2 separate regions of the Mus musculus genome follow, and region 1 is linked to region 2. A link is a contact called in public Hi-C data. All regions are on one chromosome and are shown on one strand. Each heading gives the region's core, a stretch centred on a gene start, on an enhancer-like site or on the middle of the called end of the contact. The rest is flanking DNA. Distances are from core to core; before and after follow the strand shown. Region 1 overlaps 1700019L22Rik (a long non-coding RNA gene). Region 2 overlaps 1700019L22Rik (a long non-coding RNA gene).

Region 1 (6,786 bases), core at 13-2,512, 390 kb before region 2:
AGATAGATGATCAGACATATTCAATTCTACTGAAGGCAGAGAAAGTGAAGGTAAGACGATATGGTAACAAGGTGTGACTGGTGCAAAGTTTAAGATCACAAAATTTACAACTAGAACAAGATTGGGGTCACTCTTCCACCATTAAGTAAGTAAGGTGTTTATAAAAAAGGCTTTTCAAAGCATTGTGAGGATATACATATTTTAATTGGGCATTTTGAAATTTAAAAAATGTGTTTCCATACTACTCTATAGCTCAAATAAATTTTTAGGTTTATCTATGGATCTTGTATTATTGTGGTGGCAAAATTGTTATGCTACATGGGAGAAATCACTAATGAAAATGTAAAAGTCAGGTTACTTACAGTTCAAATGTTTATTTTTTAAAAAGTACTTTTAGAACTCCCTCAAGATCTTTAACTTCAGTGTGGGATTCTAAGCTTTGCGTGTTGTTCATATTCTTGATTGGTTTACATATCTCTCTGGCTGGACAGATGGCAGGCCATTTGCTTGTGTTAAATATTTCCCTAGGTCAACCTCAACAAGATTGTAAGAGCTTTCTTCTGCCTTTGTTGCGTCATTATTCATGGCCATCCATAATCAAATCACCTTGACATAAGAGAAATACTTTAAGTAACACATGCAATCTCTTTTAAATCTCAAAATCACATTTAGTGTAATCAATACATTGTTTCTGAACCAGAAAAAAAAATAGTAACTGCAATCATGCTTTATGATGATCAGGAATCATTTCAACAGGAAAATAACTGCTCACAATTGCAGACTCTTCATGATTACTGCATGCCATTTTGTCTGGATAAAATGTGATTATTAGACAATTTGTGTGTGACAATTCTTCACTCATCTACTTTATATTCTTGAAAATTGGTGGGCTACCTATACTTACACCCTCATGATCTGGTATATTGTAGTGTACACATTATGTTTTCTTTATCTTGCAGTTCTATCATCGTTTAACTTCATTTCAATAGACGAGGTCACCATGATCTCATCCATTAATGGGAATTTGTTCTGTCTGTTTGGACTTAATCATATTTAAAGGAACTGTGTTCCAGAAACCCCTTTTATCTCTGTTGTGTATGGCTGTATCCCTGCTGAACATTATCATTGTCTAAGGATATTAACAGATATGCAGCTACATTGATTTTCACTTTTGGGGTGGGGCATTTAAAAATTGATTGGAGGGGATTGAACACATGAAAGAAATAACATGATTTTCAGTGTTTTATAGTTGATTCTCTGGGAGTGAAATAACTTTTGCTGGGCAAATTCAATTAGAGATCAGTGAGCTGAAGAGCTAATTACCAAGATCAATGCTGATGGTATTCTAGAACTTTGTTTTGTTTCAGTCTCAGAGTGTTTATGGAATGTGATATTTTCTTTCTTGGTACTCAAAATATCAGTACTCTCATTAGATAAAGTTTACAAAACTAAAATATTATCCAGTAATTTCAGAGTTGTCAAATGCATTATAAAGCTGGAATTTATTTCAATTACAATTTTTCCCACACGTTAAAGCTATTTTAACCTTTAGCAGCATACAATTATTACAGAATAGATCATTTTTAATGATTCATTATGTATGAGGTCATTTGACAATGCAATTAGCTTTGTGATGAAAATTTCTATTCTTTTGATCATTCTGTACCTATAATGAATGAGGAGAGTTTTACATCTAATTTCCTGAAATTAGAAGATTAAAGATAGAAACAGACTCTTGTATTTAAATGAGACACAGGCGACTAGGTTGCACTAGTCCTTTAGCTGTGCAGGGCTGGAATTGCAGAACATTGGAGTGTTGCTCCCTAATTCATTATTCATGCAACAGATCCATTGATACTGTCTGTCAGTTTCCATTATCACCAAAATTCTCAAAGTGTGCTTGCCACTGTTATCTACAGATTAAAGAATAGGTCTTGCAAGTCCTCAGGAATGCCATGCCTCTCTGTATTGCATACATGACTAAGAAATGAAGCCAAAGGAGATAGGATAGAAGTCAAGAAACTGTGTAAATGTGCGAAAGAAAATCATATTGGCTTCACCTCATTTTTTCATTTTGTCTCCTTTTTACATTTTTCTTTTTATTCACTATAGACCAAGTGCTTGTTATATTTTCAGATTAGACATATTGTAAGCTTTTTCTTAAATAATAACCCTGAAGATATTTTGTTTTCTGTTTCAAATGAATTCAGAAAAACTATTTTAAATAAAGAGGAACTTTGATAGTGAATGAAATGTATATAGATTCTGCATCTAGTTCTAGGTATTTTAGGACCAGGTTAAGGACTGCAATAATCCCAGACTTATTTATGTCTTTGGGCCTTAAGTAAATGCCCTCAGTACACTCTCTAGAGTTAAGATTGTCACGGAAATGTGATATCATATAGTATTTAGAAATGATTTATCCTTGAAAATATTATCTTGCGGTAAGTTTGTGAATTGTTTCATTATCAAATTGCTCAATTTAGAACTCTACACCCCTAAATTCAAAGAACATTGCTAATGTATTTGATGCCAAAATTAGATTTAAGAAAAAATATAAAGGCACAAGTAGGTCAATATCTGCTACTTCAAGGCCACTGAGTATGTCTATACAGTGAGCTATGGTCAGTGAAGAATATAAGAAAGGAAGGAAGAAGGGAGAAATGAATGGAGGGAGGCAGAAAGGAAGATGCAGACACCCAAGTGGAGAGTTATGCTTTTCTTATGTGAAATATATTGATGTCCTTGTTTATAACAGTTATTGAAGCCAAATATTTTAGGGTAATTATGATTACTAAATATAGGCCCTTCACATACTAGAGAAGAATAGTACTACTGACCCACACTCCGCTCTTAATATTATCATATTGAGGAATATATATATACACATATATATATATATATAATATATAATATATATTATATAATATATATAATATATATTATATATTATATAATATATATATAATCTATAGAACATACTTATATTCAATGATTACATGAAATAATAATCTCTTTTGATAAGAACATGAATATGCAAGATTTTCATAAAAATTGATATACTAATTTTAATGACTATAGGCTTTCTTCCCCCTACAAATATATTTATATGTACAACACATGTACAAATACCAGAATATGCATTTGTACAACACTTAATCAAGTTCAAATGACTATTATACCCTGACTCCTTCAAAATTATGATGGCTCATTATAAAAAATAAAAATGGTGATGTCAACTTTAAATGAATTATATTTTAAAACAAATTATTTAATTTATAATAAATACTAGCTAATAATGAGTTATCCCATAACACCCTCCTTCATATATCATTGAAATGAAAACACCTAGTTGTTTCAGATCGCTATATGTGGGTTTTCAAACACATATCCATTTTTACCTATAGCTAAAATAATTTCTGAGTATCCTTGAAATGTGTTTTTAAGGTAAAAAGAGAAGAAAAACATTAAATAAAGCAAGTCCCAGGTGTCATTACCATGAAGTTTCTAATCACTAAGCTAATGAAATATTTTTGTTTGGTATCTGGGAAGTTCTTTGAGTCTGTCATATGTACTTTTGGAAAGAAGGTCATGAGCTAGGTAGCATTAGAAGCATATCTTCTCTAATAGAGAGACAATAGTGATCTGAGAGCAAAGGTACTGACATTCTCTTTGCTTGGTATATTAGATGTGTTCTAGTGACTCAGTTATGAGAGCAGGTAAGATAATATGTTACAAATGAATTCTTTGTTTAGCTGAAGGAGCAGAAAGGCTGATTAAACATTGATTAAAAAGTCTTAGGCTATCTCAACTGCTTTGTCCCAAGATATTTGTAGCCTGGTAATACATGGATGTTTTGCTTGAATATTAGCTTTGAAATTACTTCCCATTTTTCTTCCTGTTAGAAAATTCATTCCAGGTTAGACTCCCGTCTTATTTGGGAGGATAGATCCCAGAAAAACAAAACAATACAAAACATAGCTTCATGTTGGCCAATAGACAATTTTCTAAAGAATATAAAAGATTAAAAAGAAGAGATAACATGGAAGAGAAAGGTCTAGATCATATTAATTTTGATCTGAAAATTATTTTATCTTGAATGTTAAAGTGACTGAAAATCATAGGTTTTAACACTAAGCATAAGGCAGTTACAAGAACTATAAGTTAAGGCTGTAACACACACACACAAAAACACATGAGAAAAATCATAAAGGAAGACTGAGTTTATAACACATCACCTTACACAGTTAGGTTTTGGGGTGCATTTTTCTTGGTAGTTATTAGAATATATCCAAATAGTTAACAGCAGTGAAGTAATTAAAATGTGTCTCAATGGGTTAGAGTGGCCCTAGATCTTGTGAATAGTATGAATATTGTTTAGGTGTTTGATGACCCGGAATTGAGTTCACATTCCCACAAATAAATCCTTTCTATAGATGTGATGGTGAACACCTAGGGAATGAATGTTTCAACATTATGCTCATTCAGTCGGTAGCCAAGACAGAAATAACTACATGAGGATTTGAGGCTCATGTACTAGAAATTTGTTAATTTTCACATTGGCCGACTGCAAACATAGATAGGGAGATGAAAATGAATCCTGTGGATTTCTATGTGTAAGTGCAAATAAGGCAAGTGCTTCGAGTTCTGTAGTGTAAGGGCATGAAACAGGAGACATTCCACTCTCCAATACATAAAGAATAAGAAATAGTGTGGTTTTCTGGTTTTCTTCTGATACTAACTTAAGCATTGTCTCTATTCGTATCAGTATAACATATTGCTTTGAAAGAAATAGGAATTACAAAATGGAAAACAGTTGCATTCCTTATTTTCAATTCAGCTTTCATGACAAAAATTTAGAGGAGTTAATATTTAAAAATCTCTCAATATGTACTTGTTTATGCAAAGAACACATCCAAAGAGTTGAGAATGCCTTCCTTTTTGTGACAAGATATAAGGGGCTTCTGATGCTTCTGATAGTAGGGATACTCAATATTTGTGGGAAAAGTATTCATTAAATTAAGAGAAATATAGTACCAATATAATTGATAATTACTTCAGTATGACAGTACAGGAGGAAAAACTATGGGAAAAAATCTGGGAAGTTCTGAGTTTTTTTTCTCTTTCTCTAGCTCTTCTTTATTTCTTTCCTGAATTATGTGATCATTTCTGTTGAGAGCTTACCATGTGCAAAAGTAGTAAAGGCTGTTGATATAGGAATGAACTAACAAGATTCATTGCATTCTGTTTGAAGACACAGATGTTAAATGTCCTGCTGCAAATTAACTGATTGCAATCACTAGGCATGCCATAAAAGAAAAACCACAGAATACACGACGTGTCAGGGTGTCAGAGACAGCCGACTTTAAGAATTTTGGACAGAAATTTGATGGGTGTGGCAGGATGAAGAAGACAGGGCTGGGAGAGGAGTTGATCTGAGCCCTCCAGGTAAGTTAGGCATGTCCTTAGAAAGAAGTGTGACTCTTGCAGCCATATGGGAAGTGATTTAACCAGGAGACTGAATACTATGGGCATGGTCTGTAGGATAATATACAGCTGTATAAACAGGTAGGGAATGTCCATTTCCATTTTGTACAGATTAAGCAGTGAGTTCTTTTAGTCTGATCAAAAACAATGTAGCTAAAGGATGTAAAGCGTCAGGTTCATGGGACGCAGTTGCATGAAGGTCTACTGATATGAACTATTTTCTTCCTGTGTCTTTTGCAGGTTATTATTGAAGGTGGGACTACTATTCTCTTTTTTTCCATTTTTTATTAGGTATTTAACTCATTTACATTTCCAATGCTAAACCAAAAGTCCCCCATACCCACCCACCCCCACTCCCCTACCCACCCACTCCCCCTTTTTGGCACTGGCGTTCCCCTGTACTGGGGCATATAAAGTTTGCAAGTCCAATGGGCCTCTCTTTCCAGTGATGGCCGACTAGGCCATCTTTTGATACATATGCAGCTAGAGACAAGAGCTCCGGGGTACTGCTTAGTTCATATTGTTGTTCCACCGATAGGGTTGCAGTTCCCTTTAGTTCCTTGGGTACTTTTTCTAGCTCCTCCATTGGGGGCCCTGTGATCCATCCAATAGCTGACTGTGAGCATCCACTTATGTGTTTGCTAGGCCCCGGCATAGTCTCACAAGAGACACCTATATCTGGGTCCTTTCAGCAAAATCTTGCTAGTGTATGCAATGGTATCAGCGTTTGGAAGCTGATCATGGGATGGATCTCTGGATATGGCAATCACTAGATGGTCCATCCTTTCGTCACACTTCCAAATTTTGTCTCTGTAACTCCTTCCATTGGTGTTTTGTTTCCTATTCTAAGAAGGGGCAAAGTGTCCACACTTTGGTCTTCGTTATCTTGAGTTTAATGTTTTTAGCAAATTATATTTTTCTTAAGAGTTTCAGGAACTGTTCAATGAAAACTATGAGTGAAGTGTCTTCAGTCTTTTCTCCTACATAGTTAAGTTTAATGATAGATACAAAGAAACAGACAGTATTATGATCATTAAAAGGCTTTCCTAAAAACTGTCAGAAATGGTTGAATCACAAATAATGAAATTATCAAGGAATGTTCTATATTTCATTAAGAGATATTTTTTAATGTACCTGTTCTCAGAATTGTCAACAAACCACTTGATCAAAATGTAGAGATAACTGACTATGATATATCCAATTATTGTGCATAGTAATCCTTACATATAAGGCTCACTGAAGATTGAAAAAAAGGCTCAGGAATATTGTAAATTGCAGTGGACTAGGACACTTGCAGTG
Region 2 (7,532 bases), core at 767-3,266:
CCACCTGACCTCTAAACTCCCTGGGGCCTGCAGTCTCTTGAGGGTTAGGTGCATCATCTCTGAATGGACACAGACCTGGAAGTCCTCTACTGTATGTGTGCTGGGGGCCTCATATCAGCTGGTGTATGCTGTCTGTTTGGTGGTCCAGTGTTTAAGAGGTCTCAGGGGTCCAGTTAAATTAAGACTGCTGGCCCTTCCTACAGGGTAGCCCTTCTCCTCAGCTGCTTTCAGCCTTCCTTAATTCAACAACGGAGGTCAGCGGCTTCTGTCCATTGGTTAGATCATAGAAGGGGAATTTGTTGGTCCACTGGTAACATTTGTCATAGAACATGTATTAAATGTCCACATTTTTTGCAATTACAAGTGAAGATATGTATGCAAGCTTTGATCTTTCACTAAATGTTTATGGAATTTCAAATGCATTTAAACATTTCAAGGGGGCCTCCCACCAGCTGTGTATCCTCAGATTATTAACTCAGTACTGAGTACTTCAGGCAGATTGTATCTTGCCTTGGGCCTAGTAGTGAACCTCCTTTTGGGAACGGCACTTTGGATCCTATTCTGGATTTTTTTCCTTGGGAGGTAGCAATTCTCCTCTAGTAAAATTGTGCTATGTAATCTCATCCTTAAAGCTTTCAGCCATCATGGAACAGGATAGAGGGGGGAAGTATCTGAGATACAGGATACAAGGAGCCATTCCTATGTCCAAAGCAAGTATTGCACTCATCTTATCATGGTGGTACTCTAATGAAGAAGAAAAAAACCTATTTACCTTTTTTAAAAAGAAAGTATATATCTTCTGTAGGGTTCAGTGAAGAAATAAGTCATTGCTCACCCACTGAGTGAGACTTCAATGTCAGTAAAATGGGCAGCATAGTTCTTTCATTCTCCCCTGACTCTATGTAACCTCTCACACAAAGAATAGAAATTAGCTTTTGCTGGGGCACCGTCATTGTGGAGGTGACAGACATGCTATAGAGCTATGACATGAGAACCATGAACTCTATGATACGCCAAGTCTTTCCTGTTACTTATGACCACCTGTCAAGTTTTCTAATACAATATCCTCCCAAATATTTCATTTATTTGTTTGTATGTTTGTTTATTTTTGTGTTTTGTTTTGTCCCGGACTGGGTTTCTCTGCTAGCATCCAACTCAGAGGTCTCCCGGCCACTGCCTCCTGATTACTGGGATATGTATAACCAACGCCTGGCTATTTCCAATTTCTTAATTATTTATGTAAAATAATTCACAAATTCGGTAGAAAAGACTCCACTACTTGTGTTTTAGTGGTTTCTTCCCCTTGATAAAGAAGTTAACAAATGCCAATAGGACTTTAGAGGGCTTTGCTTTCATGATGGTGTAGCTAAATATAATAATATATTTTTGTTCACGTATAAATTATTTCTTAGCAACTTTTCTGGCCAAGGAAATATGCTAATGTAAATGCTCACAGTTAACAACACAGATATGGGCTCTTCTCCAAAGAACTCTACAAGTAAAGACAAAACATGGATTTGAACAATGCCAAGCATTCTAAAGGCAATGAGAAAAAGTATATATAATGTGATTTTTTTTCTATATGATTGGAATAACTGGTACAGTAGTTACGATCAAGGAAGATTTCTCTTCTCCAGGGCAAATGATGTCTAAGTTCCCTAGGAGAGTGATTTCAAAGCACTCAGTGTTTTAGGAAAGGAAATGAGATGGAGCAGCAAGAGCTAACACTGTGAGGTGGCAAAGTGTTCGAGACATTTCAGGAAATAAAAATAAGCCCAATGTGCTTGAAATGCTGAAACAGGGGCAGAAAATTGGCTTAGACGTTGCTAGGCAGATAAGCACGAGCCAGATCAGACAAAGTCGAACAGAACAGATAAAGGCTTTGGATTTTTTTTTCCCAAGGGAACAAAGGAGGAGATCTCAGGGAGTAAAAAAGGGACTAAGAAGATTTGTGTTTTAAATAAATCCTTCTGACTGTAAAGATTAGATTAGAGACAATTCAGGACAATTGGTTAGGATGCCGAAATAAAACCATTGCTGCGCATGATTCTCATTACCGAAGGGCTTTGGAAGTTGGCATTGCTCTAAATAGCTGGAATCCTGAGATATCAAATTAGTACGATTAACAAAGATATATAAATTAATTGGATGAGTTTCAGGAAAGAACATAGATACAGCCCAGACTCCAGTGTGAGTGAATGCAGACCCACAGGCCTGACTGTGGCTTCTGATGTGTCCAGATGAGAAGAAATCTTCCCTAGGGAAATTGTTCATATTTCTACACAAATCTAGCATTCTTCTGTCATGGTGATCTTCTCAGGACTCTTTAGATGAAAGAACTTAATGAGATCCCATCCAGAATGGATCTATCTGGTGATTTCTCAGAAAATAAGTTCTTTAGTGATTTAATACATAGAAAAGCTTTCCCGAATCAACTGGAGATTTTGCGATTAGTTGTATTTTATTTCTATCTTGAGACAAAGTCTTGCTATGTATCCCGTGCTGGCCTGGAATAGGAGACAATTGTTTTGAAGGTTACCTTCAGTCATCAACTGAAGAACTTGGATGATCTGATAGAGCATGCAGATGTGTTTGCAAGGGAGCAGGAGATCTGTTCAAGACATGAATAATTGCTGCCTAGTTCCAGACATCCTGACTTCCCATAGACTGAGACCCAGATGCTTGTACCATTCCATTCTCTCCTGATTCTGCTATGTGTCTTTGACACCCGCCCCATCTGAAGGTGACTCACTCTGGTGGAAATGAAAAATGCAGCCTTCTGTAAATCAAGACATCTCCTTCTTTTGGGCTCTGTATCAGTTGTAGGACCTATGGGACTTAAATTTTATACATATTTCTACTATTAAAAAAGGCCTTATTTTATCACCTCTCTCGCACAAAGATTGTGTGGTAGTTGATACTTACCCTCTTCTACAGTGGAGGTTAAAAAATAGGGAAACTCACAAAGGACCATTGCCTGTTATTTACTCCTAATATTTACCTAGTTATATATATATATATATATATAGAGAGAGAGAGACATATATAGATACGTATATATTACATATATATAATATATGTAAAATATTATACACACACACATATATACACACACACACATATATATATATATTATATATATATATAATTTACCTAACATTAGAAATACAAGGTTAGAAATACAAGTATTAGCATGCAATTGCTTAAATTCTGTACCAGTATTAGAATCCTGTATTTGCACTTGTCTACTCTCAGCAGCAAATGATGAAAAGGATACAGCTTCCTTCATATTCAAAAGAATGGAATGGCCAGAAAATTTGTTCTTTTCAGTTCACTCTCATTTCATCACTACCGGGGGGATACTTTCGGGTACTGTGTATTTGAACGCTGATCCTGCACCCAGAGGTCTGGTGTCATTGCACTTTGGTATTGTCATGGTTAGGAAGCATTTCCTCACTGAGTATTTTATAAGACAGCCTTCTCTATCACCTCCGGAATGGTTAAATAGTGAGCCAAGCAGCCGAGGAGCCGAGAACTGGGCATGAGAGAATACGGAAAACTTCCATGTCCAGGCTGGGAGTGAAGGTCTCAAGTGTGCTAGGAGAGCTGCCATGAGGACACAGATGAAGAAGGAGACCCGGGTGAGACCAGGATGGTAGGTAATCAGCCACGTGGCTGGGAAGTAGGCAGGAAAGTAGGCCAGGCCAGCATAATTAGGTTAGAACAGTTCAATATCTGCCCAATTATATTGCCAGAACCTTAATACAAATGTCTCCTTTTACTATTTATAAGGGCAGGCCCAGAAAAGTCCCACACTTTTAAAATGAACCTATTTGTTCTCTTCAAAGAATAAAAAATAATGTTTTTTTTCTTCTTTTTGAGAAAGCATCTCAACCATGGCACAGCCTGTGCTTTAAAATTTTGATATGTAGCTCAGGCTAGCCTCAGACTTGCAGGATTCTGCCTGTCTATAACCATGACAGACTGAGCCACAGTGTCCAGTGAGAATCGCAACGACTTATAGAATGTAATACTCTAAAATCACAATGACTTTCTTTTGCATAATTGATTTTTTTGTTGTTCAAATTCTGTACTTGTGTGTTCCATTCTCATATAAAAGACTAATAATTACTAAGGGGTTGTTGTCATTGTTGTTTTGGTTTTTACTTTTTATCCACCCACCTATCTCCCCACCATACTTTCCCAAAAGAAAAAAAAAAAAAAAAAGAGTCACATCAAAATAAAACAATAGCAACAACAATAACAACAACAAAAAACCCTCAAAAAACTATTAAGTTAAAAATGTCTTGAACTAAACCAACAGCGCACAGAGACTATGCCCAGCGCCAGTTCAAACAAGACATAATCCCAGCACTGAGAAGAGACCACGAGTGGACACAGGATCTCATCCACTGTCCAGCAGCTGTTTGTAGTTGGCACAGGCCAGGAAAGGGAAAAGTCATTTCATTCTAATGCTGGGTCATGGGGTAGATCAACCACACTCCGAAGCAGGCAGGTCCCGGCCCAAGGAGGAGTTGGCCAACCCAACCAGGACTCTGTAGTTTAGTTTGTAATTTTTAACCATGTAGCAGATTATATGATAACTGTATGTAATCTAACACTTTCTAATAATATTGATCTGACTAAGCTCCGGACACTGGAGGATTAAATTGTTTTGGAGGTCTTGCATATTGGTTCTTCCTTTACATATTTTAAATCAGAACAAAACAAGGCACTTGTCTCAGAATTTTAAGACAATGACAAAAAGCTAGAAATCTCTGAACGTCTTGCTGAAATGTTCTTCTAAATGGTCTCTAAGCTGATATTTTCCTTCTTGCAAAGGCTGATGAGATAAACTGCAAGGCTGCTTTTAGAACTTCCTACAGTCCTCTGTGATAATACTTGTTTAGTGTTTGAATTAATACGATTCACATATATTAAAAGAAGCTAGGTGAATTCATTATGATATCTCAATAGATGCTTCATGATTCCCTTGCTGTGAGCTCTAAAATCTACACCTTTTGATTTGTTCTGTATAATTAAAAATCTAAGCATAGTGCAAGTGTCTTTCCCTAGTTATGTCAAAATTTACTTGGTAGCTATTTCCTTTCAGTGAGCTAAACAACTTTATTTATAAAACCAATTCAGGATGTTGCAGTTAAGTTGTCATACAATAACATGCAATTATACATGCTGTCTAAAGACAGAAATACCACCCCAGATCAGTAAATGCAGCTGTTATGTGCTGATGTGTTGATCTTTTGTATATCCTAACCACCGCATATTATAGATGAAATTGTATGTCCAAACTAAGCAATCTCACAAGCAATATGTTCATTATATAGAAATGTTATTTAATTCACTCATGGGCTTACAAGTTATTTCATCCCTTGATGGTTAGCTATATGTAGAACAATGCTGTGATGGTTTGTTTTCTTTCAATGAGCTCAGTGAAGAATAAATAGAAACTCAGACATATTTCATATTTACTATACAGCATATTGCATTTTTTTTTTTTTGGTTGAAGTAGGTGTGTAGACATCTCAGGCTAACTTCAAAGTAGCTGTGTATGACTTTAAGTTCCTAATCTGCCTTTGTATGTCTCCTAAGATATTTCATGAGTTCTATGAATAATAAGAGCAGTGAATGATCTAGAACCCAGTGCCTGGAACTCTGGTTTGTGTGGGGGTCACAAGACTGAATTAGAGGTTAGTGAAAAAATTAACACATTAGTGAAAGATGTCTGAATGTTCAGTGAACAAACTAAAAAACCAAACCGACAGTGAAAATGAGCTGTTTGTGGCAATGTTTATGGAGATGGATCGTGTGGCTTTCCTGCAGTGTGTTTGGAGTGCACAATGTGCATACATGCTTTAAGTCCCTCAGTACCAGAGAACTATGAATACAGTTAGTTCCTCAGCACATTGAATATGATTATTTTCACTGAAGTTCAGTGGTTCTACTGTACCCACAGTTTTCTGCACTTATAAAAATGTGACGGTTTACATGGAGAAATCGCAATTTGTTCATTGTTTACTGCCTTGGGTTTGAATTTTGTATTTTAATAATTACTGACTGTATCTCAGGTTTGAGTTACGTTTTACATAAAAAGAAAAAAGGATTATTAAATGAATTTTGGCTTAGGATTAGCACAAAACCTCCAACCATTTCTGAAATGGTCTTAAACATACTTCTGATAGTTTGTCATATTTCTTTGAGGTAAGCATTTTTAGTATGGACTGCTATAAAATCCAAATATCTATCACATCTGAAAGTATTGAGAAGACACTATTCCTTCTGTGTCAAGTCTCAAGCCACAGTTTAATAATTTATATGAAAATATGCAATCATATCAGCTCATTAACCTGCAATTTACCTTCATATTTAATGCATTGCAAAATTATATGTCTACCAAAAATTCTTTTAAGATAAAACTCTTTATAATTTATTGTCAATGTCCGTATAACTGAGTTGGATTTCTACATATCCACATGGAGACCCAGACACATCTTGCATATAATAAGAGATCACAGGAAAAGTCTAAACTATCGACGGAATACAACACAAAAAAATATCAAAATAACATTTTCCTCTTAGCTATAAGAAAGTTAGGAGTGAGAACTGTAAAAAAGGTGAGCACCCAGCACTGTATCTAGTAGGCCATCTGGCCATTTCTCCAGATGTGAAGAATCATTTAGTGAGAAAGCAGATTAAACATAAACTCCACATCAGCTCTGAATCCCGGCCACGGCTTTGTAATTAGAGTGGACTACGCAACGGAGGAAGCCATGCTATTATTGCTTGCTCAGGAAGTGTCTGTTTTTGATTTCTCCTGTAATTTATCTTCAATTGAACTGATATTGATTTCTTGGGGTGGGGGGATTGCATAATCTCCAGGAAGAATTAAAGGGGGCTAATCTTCGTGTGCTCTGTATTTTTCCCACTGGCTTGTTCTTCCCAGTGATTTATCTACCTAATAACATTACAGACTAAAAGAAAAAAAAATCTGGTCTTTCAATTTATTTCTCCAAGATCTGTTCATGTTTGAGCATGTCTTGTCCTTAATTGCCCGGGGATTTGTAGATAGCTTTGTCTTCGATGCTCTGAAACAAGTTGCAATATAAGTAATTAAGGCGCTGGAGTCACAGAAATCTACAAATTGCTGTTTGGCTTCCATGTGTGACATTTAACTAATTGCCCATTGTTATGAAAACCTTTAACTTCATGGATGTCATGATCTTTTGTTGTTGTTGTTGAGTAGATGTTGCTAAACTGTCTGTTAAACTAGTGTAGTGAGATGGTGGCCATCAGAACCCTCACCGCTTTGGAATGCTGTTTTCTACTCTAGTCGGTCGTGTGAATTTTAATTTGAGACTGTTGAGATGATCAACTATCTCCTGGAAAACTGACAGATGCACTTGGCTTCCTGCAATGGTGTAGGATGAAGTGAACCCTGAGCTGTGGGGAGGAGGGGAGCCGGACAGTAGATGTCCCCTGCCTGATGTTCTTCCCTTCCACCTCTGGCCTGGGAA

What was found. A called contact is a pair of places that touch in the nucleus more often than the background predicts.
Region 1: a contact with region 2 is called in a Hi-C map of the N1E-115 cell line, with 4 times the contacts expected there. The contact joins two enhancer-like sites. A contact is called at or near these places in 2 of 484 Hi-C or Micro-C datasets (the N1E-115 cell line and nephron progenitors).

The regions. Positions count from the first base shown.
Region 1 is chr8:50,684,282-50,691,067 of GRCm38.p6, reverse strand. All of the region lies in intron 3 of 1700019L22Rik (a long non-coding RNA gene), which reads left to right. Among named protein-coding and RNA genes, the nearest start is that of Gm23986, 120 kb to the right of the region's middle. Within about 2 kb of position 1,262, at least 1 of the 459 cell types and tissues checked has an H3K27ac peak or open chromatin away from gene starts, as enhancers often do. A contact at or near this core is called in the N1E-115 cell line, where this site is marked.
Region 2 is chr8:50,294,830-50,302,361 of GRCm38.p6, reverse strand. All of the region lies in intron 5 of 1700019L22Rik (a long non-coding RNA gene), which reads left to right. Among named protein-coding and RNA genes, the nearest start is that of Gm2516, 70 kb to the left of the region's middle. Within about 2 kb of position 2,016, at least 5 of the 459 cell types and tissues checked have an H3K27ac peak or open chromatin away from gene starts, as enhancers often do. A contact at or near this core is called in the N1E-115 cell line, where this site is marked.